2 separate regions of the Arachis hypogaea genome follow, and region 1 is linked to region 2. The links are chromatin contacts, called in public Hi-C maps. All regions are on one chromosome and are shown on one strand. The core of a region is the stretch at or near the end of the contact, and the rest is flanking DNA. Distances in the headings are between cores, read along the strand shown. Region 1 holds the start of LOC112702359. Region 2 holds the start of LOC112702351.

What was found. Hi-C and Micro-C count contacts between places; a contact is called where the count stands out from the background.
Region 1: a contact with region 2 is called in a Hi-C map of an unstated tissue, with 5 times the contacts expected there. The contact joins the promoter of LOC112702359 here to the promoter of LOC112702351 in region 2. A contact is called at or near these places in 3 of 8 Hi-C or Micro-C datasets (leaf and an unstated tissue).

What each region holds. Positions count from the first base shown.
Region 1 is chr7:9,010,465-9,017,181 of arahy.Tifrunner.gnm2.J5K5, forward strand. It overlaps LOC112702359, which reads right to left and starts at 1,500. Exons shown (of 2, transcript XM_025753352.3): 1 at 1,223-1,500; 2 at 73-1,134. The coding sequence starts at 1,264. The coding sequence ends at 289.
Region 2 is chr7:8,858,380-8,865,643 of arahy.Tifrunner.gnm2.J5K5, forward strand. LOC112702351 reads left to right here and starts at 5,914. Exons shown (of 1, transcript XM_025753348.3): 1 at 5,914-7,264. The coding sequence starts at 6,151. The coding sequence ends at 7,242.

The sequences.
Region 1 (6,717 bases), core at 250-2,749, 150 kb after region 2:
TCACAATACTTTACTTAAAAAAAAAAACTATCTTAATACGATAGATACTTGTAAAAAAATTAAAAGTCTGAGTATCAAAGTCATAACAATGAGGTAGTATCCGTAATGGAGTGATTCAAAATCTACCATTACATTGACTAATATCATCATCCTAACTAAACAAATAAAAAACTAGGCATCTAGGCAACGGTTATTGAAAGGAATGAGCAAGAAAGTAAAATACAAATGTATACATGAAAAGAAGGAAAAGAAGAAAAGATATACATTATTAATATGTTTGTCTATTAATTAAAATTTTTTACTAGGTGGATCAGGGTCAAAGAGTGGTTGAGCCTTTTGTAAGCTTTGAATGTATCTCCTAACCTCTTCTGCTATCATGGGCCGCATCATCTTCATCAACCATGCATGCTCGCCGTACGGATTGACTTCCTCCTCCTTCCGCCACACTCCCTCTGCGCCCAAAGGCTTCTCTCCGGGCGGGAGCAAACTCAGTGTCGTCACGCCGCCTTCTTCTTCTTCTTCGGCCTTCCGCTTTTGGCGAACCTCCTCCTCCGCGTGACTGTCGACGGCAACTGCCGCCAAACACGGCTTCTTGATGAAATTCTGTGGCAACTCTAACTGCTCGCCCTTGCGCTTTTGGCAAACAAATGTTGGACTGAAATCTGATGACGACGACGTGGCGGCAGAAGAGAATCCGGATAATCCTCCGCTGGTGGAGGCGTCGGTGGCTGCCGCGGAGGGGAATCCGGCGCCGGAAAAGGCGACGGTTACACCTTTACGGCGTCGGAGGGTGGAGTTCCAGTGGTTCTTGATAGCGTTGTCGGTGCGGCCAGGAAGGAGTCTGGAGATGGTGGCCCACTTGTTGCCGTGTACGGCGTGAGCCTTAAGGATGATTTCGTCCTCCGCAGGGGTGAACGGTCGGTGCTGAACGTCGGGGCTGAGCTGGTTGCACCACCGCAGTCGGCATGACTTTCCCGATCGGCCCGGTATCCCGTTGCTTATGACGGACCAGTTCCGTGCTCCGTGCTGCGCCACCAGCTTCAGAAGCGTTGCATCCTCTTGAGGAGTCCATGACCCCTTGATTCGATCTGCTTCTTCGTCAAATTTGGTGTTGTCTTGGATCATCATCGCAACCTGTTCGATGAAATTCCAGAATGAGATTAGTATGGTATATATCTGTTAATACCAAAGATAATTGGTAGAGTTGGAGTTGGCATTGAACCTTGAACAGCGCTTTTCTTTTGGATGATTTAGTTTGGGGCATGGGAGTTTTAAAACATGTTAGTTATTTTTGGAAGAGGAATGGGTTTTAGATGGTTAGGGAGATTCATAATAATGGGAGAGGACGTTATAACTGCCGCACTCTTTTCTAACTGACTCAAATAACGCCATTTCCTATAAACTAGAAACTCTAACAAGCTTTGGAGATATACATATTACATACGTCATGTTAATTAATTTTAATTAGTTGGGATGAATAACATTTTTCAAGACTGTGGCAGTTAGGATGGACTATTCTTCACTTTCTATATACATTATATTAATTTACTTTGACTATGTAATTCCTATTTTGTTTGGTGCATAAATGGGATTTAATTGTTGTATTTATTCTTGATGTGTGTGAAAGGAAGGAGGCTAACTAACTGATGGGTAGGTCAAAGTGGAACATGAGGGTGGGAACGGTCATCGGTTATTAAAGTGTAGGAATATATGGTTATGACTAAGGGGATTGATGTGTTTCTAAGGATGTAGTAACTGCATGATTTTGTTGCAGTTAGAGATGCACAACAGTACAGAGTACATACTGGGGATAAGAACATATTTTAAACTTCAAAAATAAGTTATTTTTCAGTTATTCTCTTATTTCCAATTTTATCCTCCATATATTTAACTATTTTCATAACAGATCATGTCACATATTTAATTATGAAAAATATTACATGTACAAATTTTTTTTTTGTAAATTGAACTAACTCTAACCAAATTAGAAGTAAAATTTGGTTAGATGAAATTACCCAATCATTAACAAAAGTATCTAATTAAACTTTAAATAAAATTATCTTTTATATTTATTAATAACAAAATATATTTAAAATATTTTAAATTATAACAAAAAATAATTTTGTTAGAAGTGACAAAAAAATTGAAAAGTTTTTCTATTGATAAAAAATTTCAATCAGTATAAGATCACCAAATTTTAAAAATAAAATATTTTATTTTTTAATTATGTTTGTAAAATATTTAATTGAAATCCTATGATTGTCACATTAAGTTAAAAAGATTATTATATTGTTTAATTTAATTTTAATGAGTATATATTTTGTATTTTGATATATATTCTATACTAATGACTTATGTTATGAATTACCTGAAAATAAATCACAGGATCCACAGTTTCTCTATTGGTTCTTCATGGTGGTTGGCTTCACAATTCTGATCTGAGTTAAAATTGATCTGAGTTAGAATTTTAAGGATGTGTTACCTGAAGAAGCATGTGACTCTCCTTTATATAGGTTCAATCAAGGTATTTTATCTTCTAGTTGGTTCGGAAGTAATTAATATTAATATTTAAATTTAAATATCGGTTGATGACATGCCGACTTGTCAAGTACCAGAACGGTTGGGCCTGAGGAACCAGCTGGACTTTGGGGTCAAGTTCTCTTGGCCTCTTGGGTTCGAAATTCGGATTCATAAGTAATAACTTATTTTAATAATTAATTTTAATGTAGATCTAATATAGTTTAATAGAAATTTCATAATGGAATGAGAAAGAGATTCTGAAAGTGGAATTAGAAATATTTCAAGTTTAACTAACTCAAAGGAAGGAAGATTTTTTTTCGTGGTCTTTTTCCGTGAACTCATTTATTTTGTAGCTACTAGCTAGAGACTAGTAGAGAGAAGGTTAGTTATATGAAGATGAGAGCAGGGCAATTTGGTTTTGTAGTCTTGTAGTATATGGGCAGTGACAGATTTAAAAAAATTTTGTAACGGAAGTAAAAATATAATAAAATTTAGGTATAAATATTTTTTTTAGACTTTTTATAATACTCAATATGTTTAGGATTATTCTATTATGAATTTGAATTTTATTAAGAGTTTGTAATTGGTTAAAAAGTCACTACATATACAAGATAGAATTCAAACTCTCAATACTTACTTAGGTGGATAACAACTAAGCTGATCACTCGACCAATTTAAATTTGTTTAAATATATTTAAAATTTTAAATTATAACTATCTATACATATTGATAAAAACTAAAAATATACACATAATTACTTATTATAGTATTTAAAATAATAAAAAAAATAATTTTACACCCATAATATAATATTCAGAATAATAAAAACAATAATTTATAATGCCTTTCTTTTTATTTTTAATATGATAATATTAATTTTTATATATATTTTTAAAAAATTAATTTATTTTTTATTATCTCATATTTAAATATTTAACTGTTAGGTCTATTTAATATAGTATTTATAGTATAATAAATTTTTTAACCAAAATAATTACTATAATCAAGATTATTTTAATAATAAATATTAATATAATATATTAATAGATAGATAATATATTTTTTATCTTAAATAATTTTAAAAAATTATTAATAATTTAAGTTGTATTTAATTAAAAAATTAAATTTTAATTTAATTATTAACTAATTAACTAATATAATAAAATTAATTATTATTTTTAAATTTATTTATTTATTTTTTATTATTATATGTTAAATTTTAAAAAAAATTAACATAAAACAGAAGAAAATTATTTATATTTTATTTTGAGATAAATATAATATAAAAAAGTAAATATATATATATATATTATTTTTTAAAAAATTTTGACGAGGCAAATGTCCTCTTTGTATTGCATGTAGGTCCGGCCGTGGGTATATGAGTGGGTGGGTGGCTAGGTGGCATAGTAAAAATCTAAAAATGTGTTTGGATAACTATAAAACTTTAATTGTTAAATTTCATTTCTTATTATTTATTTTTTTTTTTTTGTTTATTTTTAAGTGATAGATTTCTTCAATATATTTTTTGCTCGTGGTTTTTTTTCCCTCGCCAACGTTACTTATAACGAAAATTGAGTAGAAAGAAGGTTGAGGTATATATATGGACATCAAATTGCATGGCAAATTTGGGGTCATGTTCAATGGTTTACTAGCTAGTAAGGTGGGGTTGGAGTTGTTTTAATTTATATTATTTGTTCAGGACTTGAGGTATCTAAGTATCTTTGTATTCTTTAAATACAAAAGTATAATATCTTTTCATATAGGTATCCATCATATCACATTATTACTATGGGATCAAATCAGCTAACCATGCTGTTCAAACCCGTCGTCTTAAATTTATGATAAATAACGAGTCTTGCTTCGACCGGCACTCGCTAACATGCTGTTAATGTTTTGTACCATGAAAAAGATGGGTACGTACAACGGTTACGTAATATATGAATAATTAAAAAAAAAATAAGTCAATAACACACTAAACTATTAATAATTAAGAGGAATGCACTCAGATAAAGACGTTAAAAATATTTTTTTTTAAAGATATTTTTTATTAATCAAAAGTTAACACATATAATTCATTAAGTTATGTTATTTTTTGTCAAAGTTAAAGTTAAACAAATTAATTTAAACGAAAAAATAGTGAATCAAATCTTGAATCGGTCTAAATTAATATTATTTTTTAGTTACTAAAAAACATCTTTAAAAAAAAAGGACGTTTTAGACGTCTTTATCTAAATGCCTCTTCAATTAAGATTGATCTAGCAGTGAAGGAGTGAAGGGTTGAATATATAGTATATTTGAAATCCTAAATTTCTCATCGTCATAACAAAAAAAAACAAGAAACAAAAAACTAAACACCTTTTAGTATACACAAATTTATTTAGGTTTTGAAAATATTAATTTTAAAGAAGAAATTAAGATTAGAATTGTTTAATTTTTGTGTAAAGCATAAATTTAAAACTCTGAAAAAATTATTAGAAATTCTAACTTATTTTCTTTTATCTCTAAATAAATAATTTTTTAATTTTTTATTTTTTAATGTTTTAAAAAATTATGTATTTAAATTTTTGTTCATTTAAGTATTAGCGGAATAGTAAGAAAGATAAATTAGATTTTCAAATTATTGCTCTTTCTATGTAAACTATATAAGAGAGTACGTCGTTCTTAACTTTAGGGAAATAATTTGTTATTATCTTCTGTGGATGTGTATTTTCTATTTTGGATTAACTAATACTCAGTTTGGATATCCAAAAGAGTTAGAGCGCATAGCCTATCCCTAAAACAATTGTGTATACAAATTAAAAAAATTATTAACACAAAAGTCAATGTTAAAATAAGGTTATTTTACGAAGAAAAACACTATATGCTGAATATTTTTGTGTAAATAGTCAAATTTATCTTTAAAAGATTATTCGTTATTTAAATTAGTTTTTAAAAAATTTTTTAATCAATTTTATTTTTTAAAATTTTTTAAATTAATCGCATTAGTTCTTCTATCATTTTCTTTATTGGTAGTGCCAAAATTTGTTAATTTAATGTAGCATGTATTTAATATAGTATGTTAAGTGATACTATAACATACATAGGTGTCTTAATTGACATTAGCTGATAAGTTTCTAAAATTAGATTAAATCAAAACTTAATTGAGGGGACAATTTCAGGCATTAGAATCCCTATTTGAGATTGATTTGATCTAATTTCATAAACTTATTATGTTAGCTGCTAATTAGGACTACTAGGTATGTGTTATAGTATTACTTAACGTGTCATATCAATAAATTTTGATATTATTAGTAAAAGAAGTAATGGAGGAACTAAGATAAATTTAATTAAAAAAATCTTTTAAAATTAATTTAAAAAATAAATGATCTTTTAAAAATTAATTTGACTATTTATTTAATATTTTTAACACCCAATATAAAAATACAATTGTTACTAATGAATTACATATTTAAATTATTTTTTAACTAACAAAACAAAAGGATTCATGTATAGTTGTTAAAAAAATACTAATATCAAAACAATATTTATTATAAAAAGAGCTATACGTAATGAGATTATTTCATGAAAAGATACTGGAGTAGAAGTTTTTGGTAATTAATATTTAATAAAATTTTTAAAAATTTTAAAACATTGATTTTGGCCAAAACAAATAGCATGCTTTTTGGTGAAAAGAAAAGGTATCCCAAAGCAAGATGTTTATACATACATATATAGTCAGATAGCTTCTTACAAAATTCTGCGTTAAACATGTAAGCCTCTAAAATTTGTTATTATATTAAGGTTTTTAAACTTTGTAAAAATAAAATATATAAATTCTTATCTTAGTCACACCCATTGTTTTAAATTAAAAAAATAAGTTCTAAAAAATATGATAGAAATATTTATATATCTTATGAATTTTATTGTAATAAAAATTTTAAAGACAAAAATATTAGATGCAAAATTTTTTAAAAACTTATTTTAATATGTACTTTTTTATTTAATTGGATTGTAAATCAAGAGCTACTTGAATATTTGATAACATTAAACAAAAATAGTTGCAACAAACACAACATCTAACTGCAACTAAAAGTGGTAGGTTAGTTAGTTAGAAACTTAGAATTAACAAGAAAACAGGCAAGTAGTTAAGGGTTGAATAAGGGATGATTTCACCCATGAGGCGGCTAATTACTAAATAAATATTAAAAGATTTTTCTA
Region 2 (7,264 bases), core at 4,664-7,163:
ATTAGTGTATATATATTGTGTTTAGAAAAATATTGAATAGACACAACAAAATTTTAAAAAAGTCTATATTTTATAAAAATTAATAAAAAATAAAAGTATAAAAAATTAATAAAAAATAAAAATATAAAAATTAATTATGTAAAAATTAATAAAATATAAAAATATAAAAAATTGTGTCCAATTAATTATGTCTTTATGTCTTAATATTTTTAAAAGAACACTATATATATATTGTATATTTATATACTAAGATATCTATTCAAAATTTATGTCTTAATAAACAAATAATAAATATGTACTAAAATGTCCATGTTGTCTACGTGTATGTCTGTGTATTTGAACCAAACGTTGCCATAGCTAATGAAAAAAAAAATAAAAAAATAAAAAAAGGAAAGTATACTACTTTGGTTGTACATAGAATAATAAAAATGTATCATTTCTCGACCATCTCTTTTTTTTTTTTTTTTTTTGACAGACTCGACCATCTCCATACATATACAAAGTAGTCATTAATTCTGGTACAAGATCAAAATATTTGGCTATTTGCTCTGCATGGAAGAATAACTGTCACATTATTGTGGTGTGTCTCCATTGTCAAATGTCAACTTTATTTTGCTCTTGGAAGATTAAATGATATCACAATGATACAAGCACCGTGGCGGAACTATAGAGAGAAATTTTGAGGGTCCCAAACATGCAATTTGAAAACTACCAAAACTAAGTCTATTATATTAAATTTAGCATAAAAGAATACCAAGTGAATGAATTATGTGAGTCTCAAACACACACAGATAATTTTGCCTTAAAAAGATTTGTAACCAAACAAGCAAATTAATTATTATATTTAAATAAATATTACTCACTTTTATATAAAACTAATATTTTTACTCATAATAATATTATGGGAATATAAATTTTTTAAAATTATGGTTCACCTTATTCTGATGATAGTATAGATTATGTATATCGCAAAAGATTTATAAAATTAAACAACTTTTACAAAAAAAAGTCGTAGGTTGATAAAATTTTCTGGCTAAGAAGATCAAAGATGGCAACGGGGCGGTTTTTTACTCTATCCGACCCCGCCCCGCCTTACAATAATCCGCATAAAACCCGTCCCACTCCTATCCACAGATAGTAAATGGTTGAACCCTAACCCACCTGCCCCTATAATTATTAAAATTTAATAAATAAAATAAAATTTTAAAATTTATATAACCATCATCACATATATAACATAAATTAAAGTAAAAATTTAAATATGATGCAATATTATCAATCATTTTATTAATTATTTTACATATATTAAATATATTATATATTAAAATTATATTATATTATATTATATATATACCGGAGCGGATAGTACCTAAACCCGGCTCCGTCTCGTCCCGCCCAAGAACCCGTCCCGTTAAAAACCCACCCGGGCGGGTAGGGGTGGGATAGGTACCTGCGAGTTCGGGTGGTGTTGCCATCCTTAAGATCAAGTTCTCTATAAATAAAAAATCAAATAACAAAATTTTAAGTTATTATTTTAATATGAAAAGTTTAATTTTTTATTTGAATTATATTATTTTGTTAATTTTATTTTCTGTAGAACAAAAAGTTAGAAAAAATAGAGAATGAGAAAAAAGAGAGAAAAATAAAAATAAATAATGAGAGTGTTTGTTAATTTTGGAAGAAATAATTTTATTTTAATTGTAATAAAAATATATCGGATGATATATTTTGATTTGTCAAATTACTAATATAAAATATAAATTATATATAGAGTGAAAATAGTAGAGAAAAATAGAAAAATTGAGAGAGGTAGATGAGAGAATTTAGGAATGGAATTTATTAATTTTGGAAAAAAATATGCTCTCTTAATTTTAATAAGAGAGTGTCATATGACACATTTGATTATTAAATTAGATAGTAATATATGATACATAATATAGGTATATTTCAATTTTAATTTTAATATTTTAATTTTAATGCAATTAAAGAATATCATGCTGTATATTTTAATTTTTAAATTAGTAATAATTAGTCATTTATATTGATAATGATATTTAAAATCGATAGAGTGGTTGATGAATGAGAGAGATAGAGAAGAAAGGAAGAAGGAGGAGAGGAAGAAAAAGATTTGATTTTAATTGCAATAAAGAAGTGACATATGACATATTTTGGTTGTAAAATTAGTGTGGAAGAGAGAAGAATTCTCTTTAATTTTGAAAGAAAATAATTATAATGAAGAAGTGATATTGTGAGATATTTTGGTTATAAAATTAGTAAAAAATAAAAAAAAAATTTAATTTTAAAAATAATTTTAATTATAATAAAAAAGTCACATGTGATATATTTTAATTATAAAATTAAAAATATATAATAGATAATAAATAATAGATATTTGGAAGAGCATAGCAATGAAAAGCTCTGCCCGTGCACCAGCATATGAGATGTGAAAATTAAAAACATGGGTTTTCGGTAAAAGTGTCAACGCTCCTTTAAATTACTGAAAAGGATATTTTTCTTTTATTGAGTTGTTATATAATACTAGTAAAAATTACTCAGTTTAGAAAGAGTTTTAAATTTTTTTATTGAAAACTTTTTTAATGTAAATTTTCTATAATTAACACCTTAAAAAGTGTTTTTTTTAGACATATGTTGGATAATTTTTTATTCTTGATAATAAATATTCTAAAAGTTTTCTTTAATAATATTACAAATTAAAAGTTTAAACAAAAATTTAAATTAAATATAATTTTCTAATTTTTCTGTATATTAAATATATTGAAAAACTTTTTTTTTAATGCTCTTAGACAATATTAGGACACTTTTAGCAAAATCTTTCCTTTTAAGAAAAAAAAAATGAAACGTTCAGAGTTAATGTATTTAATATTTTAATGTAATTAAAAATTTAAAACTCTTCTTTTAAATTAATAAGCATTATCATTCCAAAAGTATAATCATGAAAATTTTTAGGTTTTTGGTGTGTTTAATATATTTAAGGTGTTTAAAACCTAAGGCCCTGATTAGAGGTTTTTATCTTATAAAACAATGAAATTAAAAATAAAAAATATTTTATTATAATAAGTTAGATTACTTATTAACAATTTTCTTTTAATAAAAATTCCCTGATATATAATGTCGCACTGTAGCAGTTGTTAGCAAAAAATGTCAATTTTGATAAGGAAAATGTTTGAAGTTAACGAAGAAAAAACAAGGAAGAGTTGGAAACACGAATAATATATACAAATTTAATTTCTAGAAACCTTCGCTTACAAGTTACAAGTAGAGACTTAGCTTCTTGGTCTATAAATTGAACTTGCAAAGTATACTATAATCTGTAGACTACTTAAAAGAGAATAAAATTACCAATTAAAAAAACTTCATAAAAAATATTACAAAATTTAAAATTTTAATATATTTATTAAAATAAAATATTTAAAAGATTTTATTATTAATAATTTTAATTTGTATTCTTACAAGTAAACTAAACCCAATAATATATATATAAAAAAATTGAATGTCCTTTTTGTTATAATCAGTATGACAATATATAGAAAAAATTTTAAATATATCGTTATATCAGTATTTTAATAATTTTTTAATCATTAATTTTAGTTATAAAATATATATAATATATATAATTAAAATTAATAATTAAAAATCACTAGTACAACGATACACTTGCAAATCTTACTATATATTGGCATAAATTCAATAAGAAGGACACCCGGTAACCGCACTAATGAACCCTAAACAGAAAGCCTTTCTACCTGCATCATGTCATTCATTAATGCCACGTGGCAGGCTCTCCCTTTGCATGCAAAAGCCATTCATGGCACACATATGATTCCTGTTTTATTTTTTATTTTCCGTACTGCATAATAATATATATTATGTGGTATGGTATCATCAAATTATCATTTTTCAGTTTTAAATTAAGTTTGATAATAAATTCCTCACTTTTTAAATAAAAAATTGTTTATATAATTAAAATTTAATTTATAAATTAATTATTATGTATTTATATATTTTTTAATTAATAGTTAATTATTGGAATAATTAAATTTATAATATAATAACATAGTATTTTTTATAAAATACAAAATATATATTTTTATATACAGTTAATTAGTATTTAGTAGTAGTTGATTTTTAATGTATATATTTTGTAATTGTTTTTAAATATTTATAATAATTTATAAATATCAGGCACTTAAATTTGCTATAGCTCATGTGTATAAATCGAATGCCCTATTTTTGTTATATCATAAGGTTGATCTAATTTCATACGGTATGCATGTAATGTAAATTAAAAGACTTGATCAGATAATTTATAATCTTTTAAAGATATAATTATTTATATTATTTTTTTATTCGTTTAAATTTGTAGGTGAAGTGATTTAATTTCATGACATACATATATGTTTTTAATGATTTTCACAACCAAGAAGAAGTGACTCACTTTTTCACTTCATAAAATCGCACATTATATCAATCAACCCGAAACCCAAACTTATATTGAATGTACATTTCACTTTCAGATTTTTTTAATTGTATTGAATAAATGGATAGGTATTAAAATCAGAAATTTAGACTTGTCCAAACTTAATTGTAACACGCATGAGAAATTCATAGTATCATCATTCATCAAGATTAATACTAGTAGTATATAGTGGAGTACATTGTACTGCGTGCTACTCTTTTAAGTGATCATGAAGTTCAATCCGTTTACTTCCCTAGGAATCAATAGATATTTTTTGGTAAGCGCCGAGGTATTTATTAATTAACTTATCCTCTCAAAAACACAGAAAAAAGGAAAAGAAAATTGTAAATTAATGAGGTCAAAAGAAGAAAATAATCAACAAAGACGAGTAATAATGGTTCCAAATTCCAAAACCAATGTGTGAACCTGATATGTGTTCAGTGTCGTCTTCTTTTCTTCACTGCGCAGCAATCCCTTTCAGGCTTTCACAATGCTCTCTCCTTTTAATTTCCTCACTTAAATAATTTAGGTTTGCATTTCCATTATGTTTATATAGATAGAGATCGATATATAAAAATAAAAAGAAGAAATGGATATTTTTTTTTAAAATATTTTAGTCATAATTTTAAGAAATATATAAAAATAAAATATATATCTTTGAACAAGAAAAATTGTGTATCTTAATGATTTAGTTCTTTTATCTTTATATTTATGTTTCAAAGATAATATTAATATGACGATATATATCTGTATTTGTATCCATATATTTTTCTCTCTTACACGAAGTAAATCCATATTTTTCTTCATTAAGAACAATAATATTTGAATTTATCTGTTACAACAAAATATAAACACTAGCTTTTATTTATTTATTTATCATCTATTTCGCATGAAATTAATCTTTGACCTCTAATATACAAAATAAAATAAATAATTAAAATCATAATAGATTATATTTAATTAAAAAAAATCAAATATTATTATGGTTTTATTACATAGAATTTGGCGGAATATTGACTCATTTGAGTCATTAACTTCATTTAATCATGTGATAGGACAAAAAATTGTGACAAAGAACAAATAAGTACTAACTAGTTAATATGACTTTAAATATACTCAATTCTCAATGTTAATTTTCTTAATATTAAAAAGAAATATCAGATAATTAATTTTTTTAAATTATTGAATATGTACACAAATAAATCTCTAAAACATTTTTGTCTACAAAAAATTTTTTTACATTGAGATTTTTAAATTTTATAAAAATAAAATAAATAAGTCCTTCTATGTAAAAAAAAAGAGTCTAACTAACATAGAAGTAATTAATATAGAAATGTACATGTTAATGAAATGTTGATTGAATTGATTAAGAGGTAAAATAAATAGAGTTTGAGTTGATAATATAAATAGATTTGAATGGCACCGCCCTATTCCACCATTGACAGAGAAGGCATGGAAAGAGCTTCAGAAGTAGCCTCCTCTATGGACTAATCAACAAATATCAAAACACTGAACGAGGCATCTTCAAGCCCCAACCACCTAACACTTACCCACAACAAGTCTCCATCTCTCTTTCCCTCTTCCCATCACACCCAAACAACAAACCATTCCCCTCCTCGAACTATTCACCCTTCCCTCACACTTTTTAAAGCTTCAATTTCAGTCACCAACCAATGGAAATTTCTAACCCTAACGATCCCCAAGAAACCAAACCCACCGCCACCACCGCCTCTATCCCCACTCTTTCTCAAACACCTAACACCAGCAGCAGCAGCAGTGATAATAATAACCCCCCTCACAATAATAACCGCAAGTGCAAGGGAAAAGGTGGACCTGACAACAACAAGTTTCGTTACCGCGGCGTCAGGCAGCGGAGCTGGGGGAAATGGGTGGCGGAGATAAGAGAACCGCGCAAGCGGACCAGGAAGTGGCTCGGAACATTCGCCACCGCCGAAGATGCCGCCAGGGCCTACGACCGTGCTGCTTTGATCCTCTACGGTTCTAGGGCACAGTTGAATCTGCAACCCTCGGTTTCCGTCAATTCTAACTCTTCTAATTCTTCGTCTCGTGGCGGTTCTTCTTCTTCTTCTTCCTCCTCCACTCAAACGCTTAGGCCTTTGCTTCCTCGCCCTTCCGGGTTCACCTTCTCATCCGGTTCCCGGTTTCCCGTTGTGTTTAACGGCCTCCACAATAACAATAATAATAATAACTTCTCTGCTGCTACAGCCTCGGGTTTCGTGCCATTTGGGGTTTTCCCTTTTAGTAACGGTAATAATAACAGTGTTGTTGCACCACCACCGGTGCAGTTTCATCATCAGTATTCACCACAAGTGCTGCAAATTCAGCAGCAGCAACAGCTTCAACAGCAACAACAACACTGTCACCATCGTCACCAAAAAGTCGAAGAATCAGGTGGAACAACTTCAATTAGGTTAACCTCGCATCAGAATAATAATAATAATAATAATAATAATCATCCTTCGGGTTATGTTCATCATCCTCATCAAGAGAGTTGCATGGTTATGGAAGAAGAAATAGTGAATCATAGTAATAATAATAATAACAATCTCGTGGTGGATTCAACATTGTCTTCCTCAGAGGTTGGAGCAGATGCAGCGGTGGATCCGGATCCGGATCAGGATCGGGATCCAGAACCGGGTATCGGATCTATGTGGTCTTCGTTGACGGAGGAGGAGTATCCAGTTAGCTTGTGGGATTACAATTACAATGATCCATACTTTAGTTTGAATTTTGAAGAAATTTGATGGTGCATGCAGTAGCTTCATT